Regions from separate parts of the Mus musculus genome. Here region 2 is linked to region 1. Evidence: chromatin contacts called from public HiChIP or PLAC-seq data. All regions are on one chromosome and are shown on one strand. Each heading gives the region's core, a stretch centred on a gene start, on an enhancer-like site or on the middle of the called end of the contact. The rest is flanking DNA. Distances are from core to core; before and after follow the strand shown.

Region 1 (2,700 bases), core at 39-2,538:
AAGTTATATTTTAAGAGCCAGTCTTCTTAAGAATGCTAAAAGGTTATAAAACCAACAAAAACCCTGACGACACAGGTATATCAATCTTATTTTCTTCCTGGGGAATCTTGTCCAATTGAAACAATAGCCTTAAACATGTAATTTCTTTCCAACTCTTTTTCGAGACAGGGTTTCTCTGTATAGTCCTGGCTGATCCTGGAACTCACTCTGTAGACCAGGCTGGCCTCGAGCTCAGAAATCCACCTGCTTCTGCCTCCCGAGTGCTGGGATTAAAGGCGTGCGCCACCACGCCCGGCTCCAACTCTTTTTCTAAAAATTTATTTATTTACTTTTATTAGACATTTTCGTGATATACATTTTAAATGGTATCCCAAGTTGGAAAATTTGAGACTTGCTTAGAGGATAGACTGCTTGACTTCTATACAAGATATGCTGTTAACTGTTCATTATATACAGAAGGAAAATGTCACTGACTAAAACAGTATGAAGTGGCAAGGCAATATGTGGTGCATAAAATGTAAAAATATTCTACTAATAAGAAAGTGAGTGGCCAGTGGTGGTGGCACACAGTTTTTAATCCCAGCACTCAGGAAGCAGAGACAGGTGGATCTCTGAGTTCGAGGCCTGGACAGCCAGAGGTATCCAGAGAAACCCTGTCTCAAACAAACAAACAAACAAACCCTGATAAAAAGAACAGAAGCATTGAAGGAATACAGTGGGGAGTAGTAGAGAGCTTGTCTAACATGTATGAACTCTAAGTTCAATCTCTAGGACCACAAAAATAGTAGTAAAAAAAAAAAAGAAACACGATCAAAATAATGCTCCAAACTCATCTCTGAAAAGGTGCTAACCTGCACATGAAGTGTTCTGATCCTTTAACACTGAAAGAGGAAAAGGCAGGGGAAAAAGCTGAAGCAACTTTGCTACTCTCCTTGTGATCTGAGTTAGAGACCCAAAGTGCCAGAGCCCATGCATTACAGAACAGGGTGGAGATAGTTTGTGCCTGTAAAGCACTTCCTAGCCTCATATGCTAGACATTAGTGTGATTAAATATAAACACTCCTGAACACTGCTAAAAAGTGTTTAACGTGCTGTTAAACACTTTCAGCTCTTCTCGGGAGATTGAGATACTTTTGTGTAATTAGGAGAATAAACAAGTCCTTGTCCAGTTACAGCTGGAACAGAAGACAGGATCTGCTTCCTGTTCTGAGTGGTTAGAAAGTACTACAGGATTTCAAATCAGCAGGATTCATGCTGCAAGCAGGAAGGACACAAAGCATTCGTACCTGGGTGTGCTAGGCTTGATATTTACTTTATGGTGTGATACTTCCTCAATGCTTTTCTTGTACAGCTTATATTCAGGTCAAAGAACAATTTAAGGGAGTTGTACTGTTAACCTAAGTGTAGTTTCCTGGTTATAAAAGAAAAATTGTTTGCCTCAAGGAAGTTGAGCTAGGACTTTAATTATAGACTGTCTACTAACTTTCTGTGAAAATGACAGCCAGCTATTTCTTTTTCACTAATTGATAAATTTGCTTTAGCCTCAAACAAATTAATCATTCCAGCAATGATTAAAGCTGACATTTTCCTTTCATTTACTATATTATTTTTGTTGTTTGTTTGCTCTTGTTGTTTTTCTTTTCTCTCCCTCTCCTTTCTTTCTTCCTTTTTCTTTTTTTTTTTTTTTTCTTTTTTTTTTTGAAACAGGGAATCTCTATGTAATCCTAGCTTTCTTGAAACTCCCAATGTAGACAAGGCTGGCTTTCAACTCATGAGTTCTGCCTGTCTCTGTCTCCTGGGTGCTGGGATTAAATGCATACACCACTGTGCCCTACTCATTTACTGTATTATAAAAATTATAAACTGTACCAAACTAAAATATTTCTTACAATAAAACTCAGTCTACAGGAGAGATTACAGGTTTCAAGAATGATCTACTTTGCTATCCCGTTAGAATTATGAATTCACTAATGGCTTTTGATCACGGGTTATAGTTCTGAAAGGAGACCAGGTATGGTGGGACATGTCTGTAATCGAAAACTCAGAAGAATAAGGCCAGACAACTGCTACCAGTTGAAGGTAAGCTAACAACAAAAGTTCTGGGAGAGAAAGAAACTAGTAAGTTCCCCACTATCACCTACCAGCCAGTTCTCTAGTACTCTACTGAGTAACTACTTCAATTAACTTGGTACTCATTCAGAATAAACTTATAAGAAAGTAACTGTAAATTTTTGGGTTAAGAAACATTTATACCCTAACTAAAGGTACTGGTTCTCACTGGCACCTACCTGCCTTGGAGTGGCCCTGGAATATCCTCAGATACTGGCTTCTTTCCATTTTCCTCCTCTGTTCTTCTGGTTTAAAGGAAAGGAAAAGTTGACTGTATGTTTTAACCAATAAAGTTTCTAACATATGAACATGCGAACACGTGACTTTACCTAGAACAATCAGTGACTGATGGAAGATTTCAAACCCATTTATTTCATTTCCTTAGATCCCAAATACACTTGAGAGTTTCAAGAAAAGAATAAAAAAAAAAAAAAAACAACCACTTCAAACAGCTGCTTTATCAGTTGGTTCCCTATGGGATTGAACCTACACTAAGAAGTATTTAAATAGCTTCCAGTCTGGGCCAGTGCCCTGAGCAGACCTTGGGTTCGAACTCTGAAGCTAGTCCCACAACACCCAGAGAAAGATCTA
Region 2 (2,898 bases), core at 97-2,596, 420 kb after region 1:
CTTCCCCCCTCTTCTTCCTCCCTCCCTGCAGTGGAAGGTTATGAGAGATAGTTTAAAACTTTCACCTTATAAGAACTGACCCTGGTTTATGACCAGTTTTCTCATTTTCAACATTCTATTGCCACTAACACTAATATTAAAGAGATTCTAACATTATTACAAAGGTTAGATCCCAAAACATTATTTTTCTTCATAATACTAAATTAGAGTCTTGTGGTTGCTGTGTTAACGAGTATTAATGGGTCATCACCATCCAGCAGGGACAGGAACTGAGGACTGTCACGCATTCCTCCTAAGTGTGCAAACTAGTAAAGCCTTTCCAGGGAACTAAATAATATGAACTACATACTTAAATACGCCATGCTGTCTGTGAACCAGCAATTCTGTTTTAGGTACCATCACAGGAGAGATATCATTCTATACAGACAAAGATACAACCTTACACAGTTGTAAAACTGAAACCTTAGCCTTAGCTCATCAGTAAAAAACAGCTGTAGCAATACCACACCATAGAGGCCCAGACCCACTGATCCATAAGCACACTGCCAGCTAAGATAGATTTGGATCCTTGAACACACAGAATTAGTCCCAAATGACCCGTAAAGGGCCAACATGAGTGTCTTCCATGGAAGAGAAGGGGTATGAGGAGTCAAGATGGGCAGGGCAGAGAAGGTCAAAGGCAACTGTACAGTCCTCGAGACTTTCAAGAGGCATTAGCAGGGTTAGTGGGCTAGTATTCTACACTAGTGTCAGAGCCTTAGTGATTCTGGCATGAACTTGGAAAGCCCCCACTCTCATGCTCTGGTGGGTCTGAACAGTGGCCTTGTGTTAAACTTTAGCCAGCACTGAGTCGCTATTCTCCCAGTCTTGGCTCTCTAGGAAGTTAGTAAAAGTTAGTAGAAAGTTAGTCTAACATAACACAGTCAGCCCAGCATCACAACAAACAGAGAATAAAACTAGTTAAGTCACAAATATCTTGAGGGCTTATCCTGACTCACAAGTATGTTGCTTTCAGAACTTAAGAAGCAGCAAGTCACTCAGAAGGGGCAGCAGCATTGGTTGTAGCAGAGCAATTTGCATCCTCGGCATTTCTTAAGAATTTACTTCAAATCCCGTATCAGCTGCCTGAACCCCACTTGTAAACACCCTTCTGAGAACGAGCACCAACTCTGCTCCATGGGAAACACCCAGCTCACACAAGCAAACTCAGGACCTGCTGCCTAATCACCATAAGCTCGTTTCACTCTATCATTTCTACCTTATTTACTTACTTACTCAGCTTTGTGTCACCTTGGCGACGACCTCACTATGTATGCACCCCAGGCTGGCCTCAGTCTTCACTGCCTGGATTACAAGTCTGAGTCACCATGCTTCGCTCTGAAAGCTCACCGTAAAGGGGAGCATTCTGAGCAGGGCATGGCTGTTCACACATCTAATCCTGGCACTCAAGCCGAGGAAAGAAGACTGACTGATGGCAAGCTCAAGGCCAAACTGAATGAGAGTCAGAGTCTAAATTCTGTTATCTGTAGTTAACTGTCATCTACCATAGCAAGTGTCCTGGAAATGTACCGGGAACACAGACATGGCTTCTCTGCACAGTAGTAATCTTGTATTTTTCAGTCTGGGAAAGATGGGGGAGAGGGTGTCGGGGAGGGGGGGGGGGGAGGCAACTTCTTGATTTCAAAGAAAACTATACAATGCGCTGAGCCAGGCTGTTTCAAAGACCCTGCTGATGTGAAAATCAGGTTTTCAAGACCTTGCTTTGAAATTGTATCTGAGCACTTTGCCCAGTCAAGATCTCTTCCCCCAAAGCGCTGGCTTTCTGGAGGTGCAGTAGTACAGGCTGATGATGACCAGACCAGCTCCAGAGAACAAACCCAATGAAGCTCAAGGATGAGTAGCGGAAGCGCCTACCGTCAGGTCTTCTGCTGGGCTTCCAGCTGAGATGCTTGGTTGCCGGGTGCAGGGTTGACTCTGTCAGAAGCACATTCTGGGCTCCATCTGGAGGACCACGCAAGAAATGGGCTAAAATTCCATACAATAGAGGACTATTTCCGGAAGAAGACAAAACCAAAATCAATTTACTTCCCAGAAGTAGGAAAAGCTTACGACAATCACTTTAAAGGTAAACTCTGACACAGAAACGGCCATCTAACTCAATAAATTAAAAAAAAAAAAAAAAAAAAAAAGATTACCTAAGTGGCAAATGTTCACTCAATTTAAAAGTACCAATTACCTTGAGTGAGATCTTTTTAAAACCCTCAGAAAACACACTGCCACAATTAAGATCTTCTAAACTAAAACAAAATCCCAATTAATCTACTGGAATTCAGCTTGTTAACTCCAAGACCAGCCTAAGACGTTCCTAGAACCTAGAACTGGTTACACATCCACTGTCCTGTCAAGGTTATGCTCAAAAACCATGTGCTCTGCCTTCATATCTTGTTGGCGGACAGCCAGCTGCAGACCTTGAAGATCTGTTTCCTAAAGTTCCACAGATGTTTCTCTTCCATAAAGGCTGTAAGCAATCCCTAGGTTACATGTTTGGTATCCTGTTGACAATGTCAAGTCTCTAGCTATGTACCTTGCACATAGAAAATGGCATATGGGGCTGGTGAGATGGCTCAGTGGGTAAGAGCACCCGACTGCTCTTCCAAAGGTCCAGAGTTCAAATCCCAGCAACCACATGGTGGCTCACAACCATCTGTAACAAGATCTGACGCCCTCTTCTGGAGTGTCTGAAGACAGCTACAGTGTACTTACATGTAATAAAATAAACAAATCTAAAAAATAAAAAAAAAAAAAAAAAAAATAAAGTTGATGTGAATGATGTTAAGTGTTCTCCAGGAAGTATTTATTTAAAAAAAAAAAAAAAAAAAAAGAAAATGGCATATGAAT

Evidence for each region. HiChIP or PLAC-seq counts read pairs in DNA pulled down with a chosen protein or histone mark.
Region 2: a contact with region 1 is called in a FOXA1 HiChIP or PLAC-seq map of pancreatic cancer cells. The contact joins two enhancer-like sites. A contact is called at or near these places in 1 of 39 promoter capture datasets (cranial neural crest), 3 of 484 Hi-C or Micro-C datasets (CD8 T cells, LSK cells and uterus), 2 of 115 datasets of contacts at active chromatin or transcription factors (embryonic stem cells and pancreatic cancer cells) and 1 of 9 other capture datasets (adipose tissue).

Annotation. Positions count from the first base shown.
Region 1 is chr16:13,882,278-13,884,977 of GRCm38.p6, forward strand. It overlaps Pdxdc1 (pyridoxal-dependent decarboxylase domain containing 1), which reads right to left. Exons shown (of 23, transcript NM_053181.3): 3 at 2,289-2,354. Among named protein-coding and RNA genes, the nearest start is that of Pdxdc1, 20 kb to the right of the region's middle. Within about 2 kb of position 1,289, at least 33 of the 459 cell types and tissues checked have an H3K27ac peak or open chromatin away from gene starts, as enhancers often do. A contact at or near this core is called in pancreatic cancer cells, where this site is marked.
Region 2 is chr16:14,302,540-14,305,437 of GRCm38.p6, forward strand. Cep20 (centrosomal protein 20) reads right to left here. Exons shown (of 5, transcript NM_025345.2): 4 at 1,915-2,048. Among named protein-coding and RNA genes, the nearest start is that of Myh11, 13 kb to the left of the region's middle. Within about 2 kb of position 1,347, at least 59 of the 459 cell types and tissues checked have an H3K27ac peak or open chromatin away from gene starts, as enhancers often do. A contact at or near this core is called in pancreatic cancer cells, where this site is marked.